Linked DNA regions of Sus scrofa: region 2 is linked to region 1. A link is a contact called in public HiChIP or PLAC-seq data. All regions are on one chromosome and are shown on one strand. Each heading gives the region's core, a stretch centred on a gene start, on an enhancer-like site or on the middle of the called end of the contact. The rest is flanking DNA. Distances are from core to core; before and after follow the strand shown. Region 1 has its middle 15 kb from the start of FLVCR2. Region 2 overlaps TMED10 (transmembrane emp24 domain-containing protein 10).

Region 1 (2,829 bases), core at 246-2,745:
AGGTTTACTTCTTGCAAATATGAGGCTCTCCTGGTTCACTAAATTGTGAAAATGGATGATTCCTCTGACTGCCAATTGAATGCTCTTTGTGCTGGACCACACGGTCTACCAGCAGCTGTATTTCTTGAGTCTTGGGTGCTTACTGCTGTCAACTGAGGAATTGTTTTTACCTTGGGGGTCTGCAAATAGTTTCCAGAGTCTATGAGCCCCTGAAATCCTATAATCCAGATTTTGTAAAGGGAAGGGGGTGTCTATAGTTATCAACAGATCTTCAAAGCAGTCCAATGGCTACCAAATGTAAGAAATCCTTGGTCTAGATGGGTAATCAGATATTACAGGTAAAAAAAAAAGTCTGCTTTGGACTATGCCACCTAATATCTGCCCTCACGTGATTCATAGTATTGGGGACCAAGTCTTCTTTTATGTTTATCTCATCACTATGGGCAACCAGTTTACACAGCCCATATGTGTAAAGTGGATTTTGTGACACAAATGATGCACTTTGGAGGGAACCTTTGAGGACTAAACAGAGAAGAGACAGGATTCATTTGGGGCAGAGTGAAGCACATGTTTGGTGACACCATCCTGCCTTCGAGAAGGTGACCCTTAATTTTCCCGCCATTCGCAACAAGATTCCAAGAACCTAGTCTAACAGGAAGATATAGCTTCTGGCTTCCATGTTTCAGGTGATTTGGGGTTTGGAAGAAGACTCAGAAAGAACTGTGGGAATTGCTTCTTCTTATCTGCCCAGCTATGCTATCCTATTATGGTTGAGACTGAAATCTCTCTGTAGCCACATGTTTCAGATTGAGGTAACTCCTCGCTGCCTTAAAGGTCAGGAAAGCCGCTGTGCTGACACAGGCCTCCTCCCCCTGGCAGTCAGCCCCGTACTAACTCTTGAGTCATCACATCTGGATGACTAGGCTGACAAAAACAAGGTTTCATGGGGTGAGTCGAATAGCTGGAAAGCGGGGCAGGGTGGTGGAGCAGGAAGCACAGCACCGCACAGAGTCTGAGGATCTCAGTTCAAGTCCCTGTTCTGTGAACGTGGTGCACCATGTTGATCCCTTTGGGTGTCAAATGAAATTAGATAGTGCAAGACAGCCTGCATGAACATGATTCCAAGGACCTGGAAGATCCTTGTATGGCACTGACACTGAGGCAGAAGTTGTGGCCCTAAGACCGGGATGTGATTTCAACCCAGATCTTCAATCTACAGTGTCTTCAAAGGTTGTCTAAGGAACCAGGTCCCAGCCATTCAATTATTCAACGAATGCTTCCGCAGAGCTATTCTGCAGCCTGATGAGGCACTGGTTTGTATCTAGAAGTCAGTTCTCTGTATCCCAGAAAACACACATTGGTTGGCTGCTGGGGGTACAACACAAACTCTGCGTATTTAGCTGGGAGGGGAGGGTGGAGCCAGGAAGGGGAAGGAAGGAGGGGGCTTTGTCACTGCAGTTCTCTGGATTGCCACTAGGAGGCAGCACCAACTCAGGGCTGCTGTCCCCACAGTCCTGGCTGTAACCTGGGACTTGAGAAAATTCCCCCAAGTACACTCAAGCTTGGTTTATAACAGCTCCAGCTTCTGAGGCTAAAAGAGCAAGTCTGAGTCCCACAGCTGCACTTAGCCGTGTAACCTTGGGCAAACCGTTTAACCTTTTGAATCTCTCTTTATCTGTAAAATGAAGATAAAAATAGTTCCTACAACCATAGTCAACAGTTCAGGAGGTAAATATCTGGTAAATGGCAGTCCCCAGAGGAAGATTAAACAGCATAGTCCCCTTACTCTTTTGAACACCCCTTTTATTTTGTGCGTTTTTTCCCTCTTTGAAGAGTGCCCTTGATGCTTAGTTCAAATGAACACGCAGATAAACATCTTGGGCTGGGGGTGTGGGAAGGCAGGGGGGAGGGTCCACACTGTGATTTCCTAAGAACAGACCCAACTTTTCCCCTTCCTTCCCTCCTTCTACTCCTTTTCTTTCTCTTCATTTTGTTTCTTCTACTCTGTTTGGTTTTTTTGTTGTTTTTTGCTTTCTTCTGTTTGTTTAACAAATGTATGTTAACCACCTGCTCTGTGCAAATGCAAAAGCCCTGGGCTGGGCAGGGACAGGCTGGGGGTGGGGTGAGCAAAGGGAGGGGAGAGCAGAATTATACTCACTGGAGAGAGTCTTCCCTCATAGGTGCTCCCAGGCCTGCGCGCCCTGAGCTGATGCCCAGTGCAGTTGAACCAGCTATTAACATATTCAAATATTGATATTCTCATTGGTCAACAACCGCCATCCTAGTGCTGCGTCAGGCTTCCACTCTGCTCCAGCTCCAACATCGGTTCTGATTGGCCAGTGTCTGCCCTGAATTTGGAACCCTGCCCCTGAGCAGGTTGGCTGGGCGCCACACAGAATGAATGAAGCGGGGCGGAGGGTGCAGCCCGGGAGGCTGAGGTGCAAAGTCCCATCCCCACACTGGTTTTCAAGTTAGGCCCTGGGGTTCTTGCCAGAGGCAGTGATATTCAGGTCAGGCCCACGGGAGCCTGGTGCAATGCTGGCTGAATGCCCGTTTTTTCTGGATCACAGGGTATCCCAGAACCCTGTCAGCAAATAGTCTCCTCCTGTTGGCCCCTGAGAATTAGGGTCCAGTGCCCTCTGCCTTCCTGGGAAACTCAGATCTCAATCATCATTCCTGAGTTTGGGGTTTCTTAGTAGAAGCTGACTCTGGCTGAGTTAAGGAGGAAGTGAATTTATTGGAAGAGGATCGTGAGCTTCACAGACTCCAAAGGAGGACTGGAGAAAAGGCTCAGAATAAGGCAAGATGGACTTCCCGTGTGGCTCACAA
Region 2 (2,829 bases), core at 84-2,583, 360 kb after region 1:
TTTCCAAAACTCCTAATTTCATGCAGGCAGTTTTGAAATTTATAAGTAATCGGGTAAATTCCAGGGAATTGGGACTGAGCAATTTTCTGGGGCTCTTTTGAACCACTCCAGTCCCTTTACTCCCACTTGATGATTTAAGATTAGAATTCTTTCTGATCAAGCTGAATCAGATTACTTTTTCCTAGAGTTCCTGTGGTGGCTCAGTGGTAACGCACCCAACTAGTATCCATGAGGATGCAGGTTCAATCCCTGGCCTTGCTCAATGGGTTAAGTATCTGGTGTTAGTGTGAGCTGTGGTGTAGGATGCAGACCCATCTCGTATTTGGCGTTGCTGTGACTGTGGCATAGGCCAGCAGCAGCCCTGATTCAGCCCCAGCCTGGGAACTTCCATATGCCATGGGTGTGCCCCTAAAAAGATCCACCCCCCCAAAAAAGGCAGATTGCCTTTTCTAATATGAACATTGCTCTGTTGATCCTACTATCCCAAATTAACATTCCTCTTTTAAGAAGTATCTCCAAGAACTGTACTCTTTTTGTCAAGTTTCTTCTTGGGCTCTTCTCTTGTAAGGGTTTTGTGGGACTAGTTCTATAACATTTTGTTTACTTATTGAAATGGCCTTACATTGACCAAAATACTTTAGTCCTATAAAATATTAGATAAATGCTGTGGTCTTTTCAGTACTTGTATTTGTATTAAGTAAATTCAGGCTTAGCGTGTATGCAGTAATCCTTCTCTCAGAATTTCATGGGTCAGCCTTTTTAGATGTGGAAATGTACTTTTCGGCCTAAGCTGGTGCCCACTACCTCCGGGTTTGTATGCCAGTCAGTTGTATGATGTTTTGACTTTGGAGTTTTATTTCCTAATCCAATAAGCCAGTGTGTTTTCTCTTCTCTGGTTCTATTCCTCTGTGGTGCCAACTACATATCTTGTGTGCTGCTCCCTCAGAGATGTTTGCCAGCAGCGTGTTCTCGTTGCTTTCTGGCCCCCCTCACAGATAGAGGCTTTGTCTGGAATGCTTGTGATTTTTAGCCAGAGCCAGGAATTTTCTGCAGCTGAGTAGGGGGAGGAGTTGAGGCTATTTCCCTCTATTGAGAGGGTAGGGGTTAGGGAGGGAGAGAGAGGGTGGGTGGGTGATTTCCCGGAATTTTAAATATTCCGCACAATGAATCCTTTGATTTCTTTCTCAGGAACAGGGCGGATACCTGACCAACTCGTGATCCTAGACATGAAGCATGGAGTGGAGGCAAAAAATTACGAAGAGGTATGTCCTGCTGTAACAGCCAGTAGAGGCAGCAGCATGCTGGTCTGTGAGGTTTCTGTGACCTAGTCAGGCCAGCAGGCTGTGCTTTGCCCAGAAGGCTGTGGTTTTCTCAGCAGTCATGTGACAACCAGCTTGATATAAAAAGTTATGTTAACAGCCTTGAACAATAATTCTGGCTGTGCTGTCAGCCAAGTGACTGGACCAACTGTCCCATAGAAATGTTGGTATGATGAAACACTTAAGTATATGCTATTAGTGCTCTTGAGACAGAAACCAGATATATAGTTGTAATTTTTTAAAGCCGGAATTCATTTATATGTTAATGTTCAAGGTTAAGAGAAGTGATTTGGTTTTAATCCCTATGGCTTTTATTCCCAGAGTGACAGCTATGTATAAAACTAGGGCATGGATTCATTGCTATTTAGACTTGAACAACTGTGCTGTCTTTGAGAAATGTAGTAGTCAAAAGTAGCTTTTAGTTAAAATAATTTCAATTTCAAATTTTTCAGAAAGAGAGCAAGATGGAAGAAAAACTGCAAGAGATTAGGTGTGTTTTGTTTTGCTTTGTTTTTGTTTTGCTTTTTTACCCTCGGCGAATGGACGTTCCCATGCTAAGGATTGAATCTGAGATACAGCTGCCAGCCTACCCCACAGCCACAGCAACGCCAGATCTGAGCCACATCTGTGACCTACACCACAGCTCATGGCAACGCTAGATCCCTAGCCCACCAAGTGAGGCCAGGGATCGAACCCACCTCATGGTTCCTAGTCAGATTTGCTTCCACTGCGCCACAGCAGGAACTCCGAGATTAGGATTTTTGCTAACCAGAAGTATCGTAGAGAACAAAAACAGACCTTTATTTGGGTGGTAGGAAGGTGGAAGTGTGCATAGAATAAGGGGAAGGGGGACTGAGCCCTTCCTATCCCTTTCATGAGAGACTCTGGAGGCAGCACAAAAAAGGCTCTTCAAATGAAGAGCACCTTTGAAAAACCACAAGAACTATTTAAGATTGGAGGATTGATCTTTATAGAAAGATTAGCATGTTTTTACCCAGATCAGAGTCTTTCTACAACAGTACCCGAAGGCATGAAGAAAAGATGGGGTGTAGGAAATACAAATGGCTTTTGAAGAAGGTAAACTGAATAAACAAAGGAAAGTTGCTTTAAGTGATTTAAGCAAATTCTCTAGAAATGATGGAGCGGGAGAAATTGTTCTATCTTTGGTCAGAACTTAGAAGGGAAATATCCTAAAATGGAAGAAGACTGGAAGCCACTGGCTGCTTCTTCAACAGGAAGTAGTACTGCAATAATTGCAGCTCTCCAGGTCTTGCCTCTTTTTCCTAGTTCATGGGTTCAGTTGAACAAAACTAGACTGAGTTATTTGTAGGCAGGAAACAGGAGCAATTGATGGAGCTGTGAGTGGAAGACAGTTCCTAGTGGAGACTCTTGCTTGTTTCTGGCTTCAGGATAGTTTAGTTAAAAGAGTTAAAGCAAGAGCCTCTTTGTCTGATGAATTTAGGAGTAAATCGAAAAATCCTTTTAAGTGTTTATGATTCAGGAGAATCCT

The links. HiChIP or PLAC-seq counts read pairs in DNA pulled down with a chosen protein or histone mark.
Region 2: a contact with region 1 is called in an H3K27ac HiChIP or PLAC-seq map of alveolar macrophages. The contact joins two enhancer-like sites. A contact is called at or near these places in 6 of 47 Hi-C or Micro-C datasets (embryonic fibroblasts, epiblast stem cells, fetal heart ventricle and 3 more) and 1 of 2 datasets of contacts at active chromatin or transcription factors (alveolar macrophages).

Annotation. Positions count from the first base shown.
Region 1 is chr7:98,702,142-98,704,970 of Sscrofa11.1, reverse strand. No RefSeq gene overlaps it. Among named protein-coding and RNA genes, the nearest start is that of FLVCR2, 15 kb to the left of the region's middle. Within about 2 kb of position 1,495, at least 37 of the 83 cell types and tissues checked have an H3K27ac peak or open chromatin away from gene starts, as enhancers often do. A contact at or near this core is called in alveolar macrophages, embryonic fibroblasts and fetal liver, where this site is marked.
Region 2 is chr7:98,340,200-98,343,028 of Sscrofa11.1, reverse strand. TMED10 (transmembrane emp24 domain-containing protein 10) reads left to right here. Exons shown (of 5, transcript XM_001926711.5): 3 at 1,189-1,262. Among named protein-coding and RNA genes, the nearest start is that of NEK9, 20 kb to the right of the region's middle. Within about 2 kb of position 1,333, at least 46 of the 83 cell types and tissues checked have an H3K27ac peak or open chromatin away from gene starts, as enhancers often do. A contact at or near this core is called in alveolar macrophages, embryonic fibroblasts and fetal liver, where this site is marked.